Linked DNA regions of Pan troglodytes: region 1 is linked to region 2. Evidence: chromatin contacts called from public Hi-C data. All regions are on one chromosome and are shown on one strand. The core of a region is the stretch at or near the end of the contact, and the rest is flanking DNA. Distances in the headings are between cores, read along the strand shown.

What was found. Hi-C and Micro-C count contacts between places; a contact is called where the count stands out from the background.
Region 1: a contact with region 2 is called in a Hi-C map of induced pluripotent stem cells, with 1.8 times the contacts expected there. The contact joins the enhancer-like site here to the promoter of ARHGAP29 in region 2. A contact is called at or near these places in 2 of 7 Hi-C or Micro-C datasets (induced pluripotent stem cells and stem cell-derived neural progenitor cells) and 1 of 1 datasets of contacts at active chromatin or transcription factors (stem cell-derived excitatory neurons).

The regions. Positions count from the first base shown.
Region 1 is chr1:137,128,032-137,132,473 of NHGRI_mPanTro3-v2.0_pri, forward strand. It overlaps ABCA4 (ATP binding cassette subfamily A member 4), which reads left to right. Exons shown (of 50, transcript XM_054668016.2): 17 at 378-443; 18 at 3,152-3,241. Among named protein-coding and RNA genes, the nearest start is that of ABCA4, 71 kb to the left of the region's middle. Within about 2 kb of position 3,105, at least 6 of the 24 cell types and tissues checked have an H3K27ac peak or open chromatin away from gene starts, as enhancers often do. A contact at or near this core is called in induced pluripotent stem cells, where this site is marked.
Region 2 is chr1:136,930,165-136,934,133 of NHGRI_mPanTro3-v2.0_pri, forward strand. It overlaps ARHGAP29 (Rho GTPase activating protein 29), which reads left to right and starts at 2,208. Exons shown (of 24, transcript XM_054668034.2): 1 at 2,208-2,397.

The DNA.
Region 1 (4,442 bases), core at 1,855-4,354, 200 kb after region 2:
AAGCACTCACAGCAATGCCTGCCACAGAAAGAATATCCAGTACATCTTAGTGATGATCACCATTATTATTATCTGACTCCTGGAAAAGGACTTGATTTAATTCTCTCATGAAACGTTTTCTTGGAAAACTGATGTCAACCAAGATTATTGGTCTTGCCGTTGCTTATAACACCCCAAAAACATGACTGTGTGGATAAAAATATGTTGGAAGGGGTAGTCTTTCTGGGAGCCTGAGAATAGCCATGTAATAATAACTGCAAATATCTATAGTTACAATTTGAGGTTCAGGTAAATAAACTCTAGATCTTATAGAACTGCGGTAAGGTAGGATAGGAAGACTCCTTCGACCTTCTCTGTTTATTTGTCTCTATTTTTAGGAGACTATGGAACCCCACTTCCTTGGTACTTTCTTCTACAAGAGTCATATTGGCTTGGTGGTGAAGGTGAGTCCTTTAAAACACAAATCTTAATGTTTGAAATCAACTCCTTGGGCTCTGTGCAAGATGTATATGGATCACAGAGGTGGCCCTCTATGTAAACGGTGTGATTCCTGATGAGTCAGCTGCCTCCTGGGGCTCTGCCCCTTGATGGGCATTGCAGCGTCTGGGGGACCACCTTTCACAAGTTGCTGGGCCCTGTGTGATCATGAATGGCTGATCATGGATGAAGCCCTGGGTCCTGTACACCTTGTCCAGTAGACTAAATTGCCCTATTTAAAAAAGGCCAAGCCACTTCAAGGTTCAAAGAACTTTTGCAGCTTTTCAGTATAAAGCAGAAATCCAGGGAATCATGAAGGAACCTTTGCATTCATCTCCCATTGCCTTCCTTGTGCCTTTTTATTCTTCTCTGCCTTTTCAAAATATAAATTAGTTTATTCTCCCAAGATGAAGACTCCTCCTGGGGCTGAGGCAGAGCTGTTATCTTCAAGGCAATACCTCAGATTCTCCTGGTGTTGATCTTTCTTAGGGGTGGGGAAGAAGGCTGAAAGGGCATTTGCCCACAACACATCTTAGGTAAAAGGCACCTTTACTACTGAACCAAACAGGAGGCCTAGCTAGAGAAAGTTCTAGAAGCAGGGAAAAGCACAGACTCTTTTGTGAGGTCTGAGAAAGCAAAGAAATTCCAGGGTGTAAGCGGGGGACTCCCCTAGAGCTGAAGCACTCTCCCATCTGTTTGTTGCTCACCTACCTATTCTTTACTTTGTATTATTGGGCCTGGGCCAGGACTTATCCTGCAAGCACTGAGATGGATGTTTGTTTTCTCTGGGGGATTAGTCCAGGGCCTTTAAAGGGCTTGGCCAGGGTTTTTTTTTTCTTTTTTTCTTTTGTTTTTTGCTTTTGTTTTCACTGGGTCAAACAAACAACACTTTAACAACTCAGGATTTTTTCATTGTATTGACTTGTCTACCTGTAAACTTGTTAATTTTTTACTATAATAAAATTATATAATAAATGAAAAATTTCAACACAGGGCTTGTGGGCATTTTATTTTTCTCTACAATCCCAACAGATACTCTGCCTCTTAAGAAAAAAAATCATAAGGAAAATATGCTCCTTCAAAAGTGAATCACAAATATGTTTGCCAACGGAAGGCAAATATTTTTCACCTGTCTCATAGGCTGGACTGAAATGGATTTCTAAAACTCTCTGAAACCAGAAAAGAGCTGAGTGTCTCCACCCAACCTCCCTCCTTTCACAGATTAAAAAATAAAAAATGGAGCCCAGGAGACATCCAGTATCTTCCCCTATTGGTCACCTGGGACAAAATCTGGAACGTGCACATACATTGCCTGGCAGGAAACTCATTCCAGTGATTAAACTCTTCAGGAGGATGTTTCCTCTTGCTATTTCATTACCTATTTGTGCAGTTTGATAGCTAGTAAAGTGATCAAAGGAACTGTGGGGCATAGAATCAAAAGTCCTTCAGGAAGCAGAAATAGAAGAACAGTACTAGAGGCAGCAGGTCCCTGACCAGCAGGCCCACTACCTGCTGCTCCAGCACACATCCTGCACATTTTCAGAGGGCGGGGGACAGAGGGGCCCTGGGTGGCTGTTGCATTGAGAAATCTCGCCCTGCTCCTGTATGTGCACTTGAGGCCGAGAGCCCTTGGATGCCTGGTGACAGTGGTTTCCTCCTGCCCCTGTCTTCCTCTCTGGCAGACTGGCCCTTCTGCTTCTCTTCCCCTTCCAGGATGTCCTGATGTCTTTTTAAACCAAATGGCAAGTTTGCCAAAAAGTGTCTGTTTGTGTGTGTGTGTATGTGTGTGTGTGTGTGTGTGTGTTCAATGCGTGTGTTTATACCGCACTTCACAATTTGTCCAGGCTTGTATTAATACCATCACCAGGCTCAACCCTGGTGTTAATTCCAAGATACTTAAATGCCCATCTAGGTGAATTTCTCAGGTAAACCATATACTCAAGCTGTAGTTTAAGCTGGCTGCCCGTCATAGCACTTTGAATAGACTTTGTTTTTGTTTTTGTTTTTTGAGACAGAGTCTCACTCTGTCGCCCAGGCTGGAGTGCAGTGGCGCTATCTCGGCTCACTGCAACCTCCGCCTCCCGGGTTCAAGCGATTCTCCTGCCTCAGCCTCCTGAGTAGCTGGGACTACAGGTGAGCGCCACCCCACCCGGCTAATTTTTGTATTTTTAGTAGATACGGGGTTTCACCATGTTGGTCAGACTGGTCTCGAACTCCTGACCTCATGATACGCCTGCCTTGGCCTCCCAAAGTGCTGGGATTACAGGCGTGAGCCACCACATCCGGCCCCTGAATACACTTTTACTCAAGGTTCGCCATGACTTTCACATGTTTTGGATTGGAGTAAAATGTGCCAGTGGTGGGCTAAAGAAAATTAACTCATTTCAAATTCAAACCTGGTTTTCTTAATTTTTTTTAAATCACAGTTTCTGAAACTGTGGGCTCCTCCTGGCACATTGAGAGGAGGAGGGGAAACTCTCCAAGTCTGAAGCTCCTGTTATAAATCTTCCTCTGGCAAAGATTGTGTGATCAGGCTTGAGTACCTCACAGTCCTAGAGCAGGTCAGAGGCTGGCTAGGAAACTCATTTGCTCCCTGTACCTCTCCCCTCCTTTCCTGCCTTTGCTGGTTCTCAGCTCCCGGTGGTAGAGTAACACTGGCTTCTGATTGGTGCAGGGTGTTCAACCAGAGAAGAAAGAGCCCTGGAAAAGACCGAGCCCCTAACAGAGGAAACGGAGGATCCAGAGCACCCAGAAGGAATACACGGTAAAACCCCGATAAAGAATACACAGCAGAGGCGAGGAAAAGGCTCTAAGCACTGCAGAGGGCCAGAGCAAAACATCTCATGGCAAGGGTGGAAAGAAGCCTAGGAAACTGACTCTCTCTGTGGACAAGTGTTAAACAAGATCCCTTCTCAGAGGTCCATCTGCATGTGTGTGGAATGAATGGTTCAGCCCAGACATTAGCGCATATTTCCTGGAGAAAGCAAATACCGACTATGTAGTGTGCCTGTGCCCTTGTTAGGCAAATCCCAAGTGAGTTGCACAAATGTGCTGACTTCCGAGGATTTAGCAAGAACAATAACTTTGGTCACTGGGACTTAAAGCGGATATGAGCTATAAGGAAAGACAAAAATAAATGCTTCTGTGTCCAGGGGGAAAGAGACTCCAGGGGAGCTGACTACACTTCACTTACGGCTTACAAATCTAGAAGGCCATTCATTGAAACCATCAGAAGCCTTTCCTGACAGTGGAAGTTACCTAATAATCCCTAAACTGACGACCCAGATTTACAAGTTTTGTTTTCCTGGCTTTTGCCGCCCTCATCTTCTCTCTTAAACTAGTTCTGTATTTCTCCCAAGGCTTTACATTCCCTAAGCATACGCATTTCTCTGTGGCCAAAATGCTCTGGGTTTAGACAGGCAGCACAGCCCCTGGGCTCTGCCTGACAGGGCAGGAGAGGGTCTGGCCTTTATCCCTCCAGCCCACCCCAGGGGCCATTTCATAAAACTAAAGCCAGAGACCTGCAGCCCCTCCCAGAGTTAGACTGCAGTACACCGTGCCTCTGGCAAGATCCTCCTCCCACAGTGGAAAGTCTAAGCCGAAATCAGGAGGCTGGGGACTGGTTCCACCTCAGTTGCAGGCAAGGCCAGGAGGCACGGATAGAAGAAACAGTGGACTTTTTCCCCCTAGGGAAAAAAATGCTTAGAGCTACAGTATTAAGATGACAAATTAAGCTGTGCCATATAAGGTGAAATGAAGCAGGGAGAGATGGGAGGTCAGGGAGAAGTGAGAGCACTCGGTGAGGGTCTGCACTGGAGGGGGCATGGGAGGAAGAAGGAGGGGAGTGGGGTTTGAGGGATGGTGATGAGGAAGCATGGACTGCCCTACCCACCTATTGGAAAACTCTGGGAGTTCTGAGGAGCAAGAAGCCTTAGTCAAAGTCAACTCAAAGATTCAAGCCAAGG
Region 2 (3,969 bases), core at 958-3,457:
CCCTCCAGAAAATTCTTAGTGGGGGCCCATTCTGTATTAGATACAGACCTAACTAATGTAGTACTGTGGAACTTTCAATCTAATTAGCATAAACACTGCCAAAAACCATGGCACCAAAACCATAAGTGCCACAAGAATAGTATCCTATGTACAATATGATGTCAAATAGGATGACTAATTTTCTTTCTTTTTTTTTTTTTTGAGATGGAGTTTCACTCTTGTTGCCCAGGCTAGAGTGCAATGGCACAATCTCAGCTCGCCACAACCTCTGCCTCCTGGGTTCAAGCGATTCTCTTGCCTCCGCCTCCCAAGAGCTGGGACTACAGGCATGCGCCACCACACCTGGCTAATTTTTTGTATTTTTACTAGAGATGGGGTTTCTCCATGCTGGTTAGGCTGGTCTTGAACTCCCGACCTCAAGTGATCCACCCACCTCGGCCTCCCAAAGTGCTGGGATTGCAGGCGTGAGCCACCGCGCCCGGTGGATGACTAATTTTCACTGGAGCGAACAGAAAGGCTTCAGAGCAGAGGCAGGATTCTCTATCATGGAAGGAATGAAAAATATTTCAATAAGCAGAGTGGATATGTGTTAATATATACTGTAATTATAAAATAACAATACCACATCATCTGTCATACATGCTTCATTATTAATGCACTATCCAGTTATGCCTTTGATTTCTTGTTTGTGTGTCTGTTAGTCCTCGTCCTCCAAAACCATGATCATGAGCCACTTTAGTGAAGAAATATTTATAGGTAAAAAACCTAGTTGGCTTATAAGATGATTCAGGGCACATGCTGAGTCAGTGTCAGAGGATTTGGTGGAGATATTGCCCCTTATTTTTTAGTTTCTTTGCCAAACACAGCCATTTATCCCACTTAGCAGATGTTTGACATTCACCCTTTCTCAGTTAATAATCATATTTACTTATAAAAATGACCCAGGTGTGGTAGCTCATGCCTCTAATCCCAGCACTTTGGGAGGATGAGGCAGGAGGATCCCTTGAGGCCAGGAGTTTGAGACCAGCCTGGGCAACATGGCGAAGACTCCATCTCTACAAAACATAAAAATAAACAACAGAGCTGGATGTGGTGACACGAGCCTGTAGTCCCAGCTACTCAGGAGGCTGAGATGAGAGTATTCCTTCAGTCCAGGAGTTCAAGGCTTCAGTGAGCTATGACTGTGCCACTGCACTCCAGCCTGAGCACAGAGCAAGGCCCTCTCTCTAAAACAAAACAAAACAAAACAAAAACATCTTCCTTTGACAATGTTTTCAAATATATTTCTCCTAACGAAGAAGGGTGAAGAATATGACAGATATTTAATCTTTTTGAAAAATATTTAAAGGGAAGATGCCATTAAGTGATTTTTCCAAATTCCCTTTCCATAATTTTACCCATTAATCAGCTAATATTCATGGAGTGCTTATGTGTCAGCACAGGTGACAGGAAAGGTATTCTTAGTAGAGTTGGTAAGTGTTACTAATATATATTATATATAAATGCAGTGTTTTGTTTTCCTCCAAACATGATATGATGTGTGATCCAACATCTAGATAAATGTTTTATTTTGGTTGCGGCTTCCTCCACCGTGTTGATCAGTCCCATGACTCAAGGAGCACTTAATGGTAAGAAGCAGGTAGCGTGGTTAGGGGACATGCAATCAACTAGCATCTACTGAGCACCTGCCATGTGTCGGGGACTGTATAATAGCTGATGTTTTGAGTAATTTATTTGGTTTGCTGAAAGTGACAATCAGTTGAAGACAGAAAAGAGTGGGGGGAGTTTTAAAGTTAAGCACAAAACGTACTTTTGTTTTGAATGGAAGAAGAAGGGTGGAGGAAGACGGCCGACAAAACAAGTTGAACACCTGAGTCTTGACTGGAAGGAATTCAAAGTGCCCACCTGAGAAATGTCTAATTAAACAAGGACAGAGAACCTGCTCCCTGCAGGAGGGTACAAAAAGTCACTTTTCCTCTAAGTCGCTCTGCCCGCCCTGCTGCAAGTCAAAAGGGCGACCGACGCGGCCGCGGTTGGGACAACTTCAGGCCGGGCGCAGCTGACCGCCGCGTTCTGCGCGCGAGCGAGCAGCCGCCCCAACCTGCCGCGGTCGCCGGCCCCAACCTGCCGCGGTCGCCGACCCCGCCCCCCGGGAGCGCGGGCCAGGCCAATGGGCTGGGCTCCAAGGGGCGGGGCAGGCGGCCGGCGCAGCCGTGGCGGTAGCTGCAAAGGCGGCGGCCGCTGTGGTGGTGGTGGTGTCTGTGGCTGCGGCTGCCACTTGGCCGGGCGTCTGCGGGCCGTGGGGGATGGGGGCGGCGAGCTCCAGCCCTCGGCGGTGGCGGCGGCCGTAGGTGTGGGGCGGCCGTCCGCGTCCGGGACGCGGGATGGAGCGCCGTGGTGAGTGTGAGGAGGTGGCGCTCGCTTCGGCCGCGGCGGTGGTGGCTCCGGGCTGGGGTCGCCCGCGCGGGCGCCGGCTAGTTGCCGTCCAGGGTCCGGCAGGGGCTAGGGGCGCGCCCGGCGAGGCAGGCGCGGACGAGCGAGAGGACGCGGGCGGGCGCTGCGGGTACGCCGCGGACCCCGGGTGCGCGCTCTGAGTTGTGTGACGCAGGCGGGCAGCAGGGGAGAAGCTGGCCGGGTGGACTTTCCTCCCCTTACAGGACTCCCCGAGCGTGTCTCAGCCCCGCTCCCTTTGCTAGCCACCAGCACTCATCGCCTCACTGCGGAATTCAGGGGCTCCTTTACCCTTACCCCCTTGGTTTTCTTCACCGGGTCTCAAGTCCGTCTTTCTTACTGGGGATGCTTTTTGGAAGTTTGGTGACGTTTTCTGAAATTTCAGTCTGACACATGCAAAGGCTGAGTAAAACAGACATCTCATGTTCCATATTTACTTTTTCTTATTGCACTTCACCTCACCTAGACCCTGGCTATTTATTACTTTGGGGGAGGGAGATCTAAGGTTGTAAAACACCGTCTTGCGCATTCTCACCGTGTGCCCCTTCTGGAGCGTCTCTGTCGTTCCCTCCCACCCTACTCCTCCCCTTCTCTCTCCCCACTCATTACTGCCTGGTCTCGCCCTTCCACCTTTTCCCAGCCATGGCTCTAGGGCAAGTCGTGTGCTCTGCAAAATAGGAAGGGACAAGCTGGGAGATTGCACCTACCACCTGGAGAGCGGACCCCTGTGCGTTTGTTTCACTAGGTGTCCCAGGACCCGGTCTGTGATAGAAACCTGGTGTTCCCAGGGAGGATCTTGCCTTGGTTTAAACAGAGCAGCCAAGGACGTTCCTCCCTTGTCTTTCAGCCCCTCTGATTTGTCCGAGTTTATCTCACCTTTTCACCACCACCACCCCTCTTTAAAAACCAAGGGTGGCGTTCCACATTGTTTTTTTTGGATCTTTGACATCCTCTGTTTTCTAAAGATGGATCTTTTTTGGGCGGGGGATGGAGGGGTTGGCGGGGGGAAGGGGAATGTTAGGAGATGTTTTATGAAAGTTCTAAGTACCTTTTTGCTCTACATTTACCTTTTTCTTTATTAATCTTTGGGAATTAGCTTCGCTTCCTCCTCATTCAGTTTGGGAGAGGAGATTCCCCTTTCAAGAAAAATACTTCAAAATTAGATATGAAAGTGAATATTCAGAATGAGTGAATCACAACAAAACTATGGGAGTCTTGGAGATTAGGTCCCTTTCTGTAGTGATTTCTTTACGCAGTTTGCCAGAAATGCTTATTTCAAAATGCCTCCTTGTTACAGGAACTGTGTAAGTAAGCAACCCTGATGCTTAAGCTTCATGAGCTTTACAGTATGTATACAGTTCTTGTCTGATGATTCTGAGAAGAGTTTAAGAGTGAACTTGAAGAAAATAGAATAGGCCTGAGTAGAAAATGTTTTAGTCCCCAATTTGGCAGGAAATAGAACTTTGGCTGAGATGTAGAAAAGCGCTGCCCAAGAATGTATAGTGGTTGGTCATTACT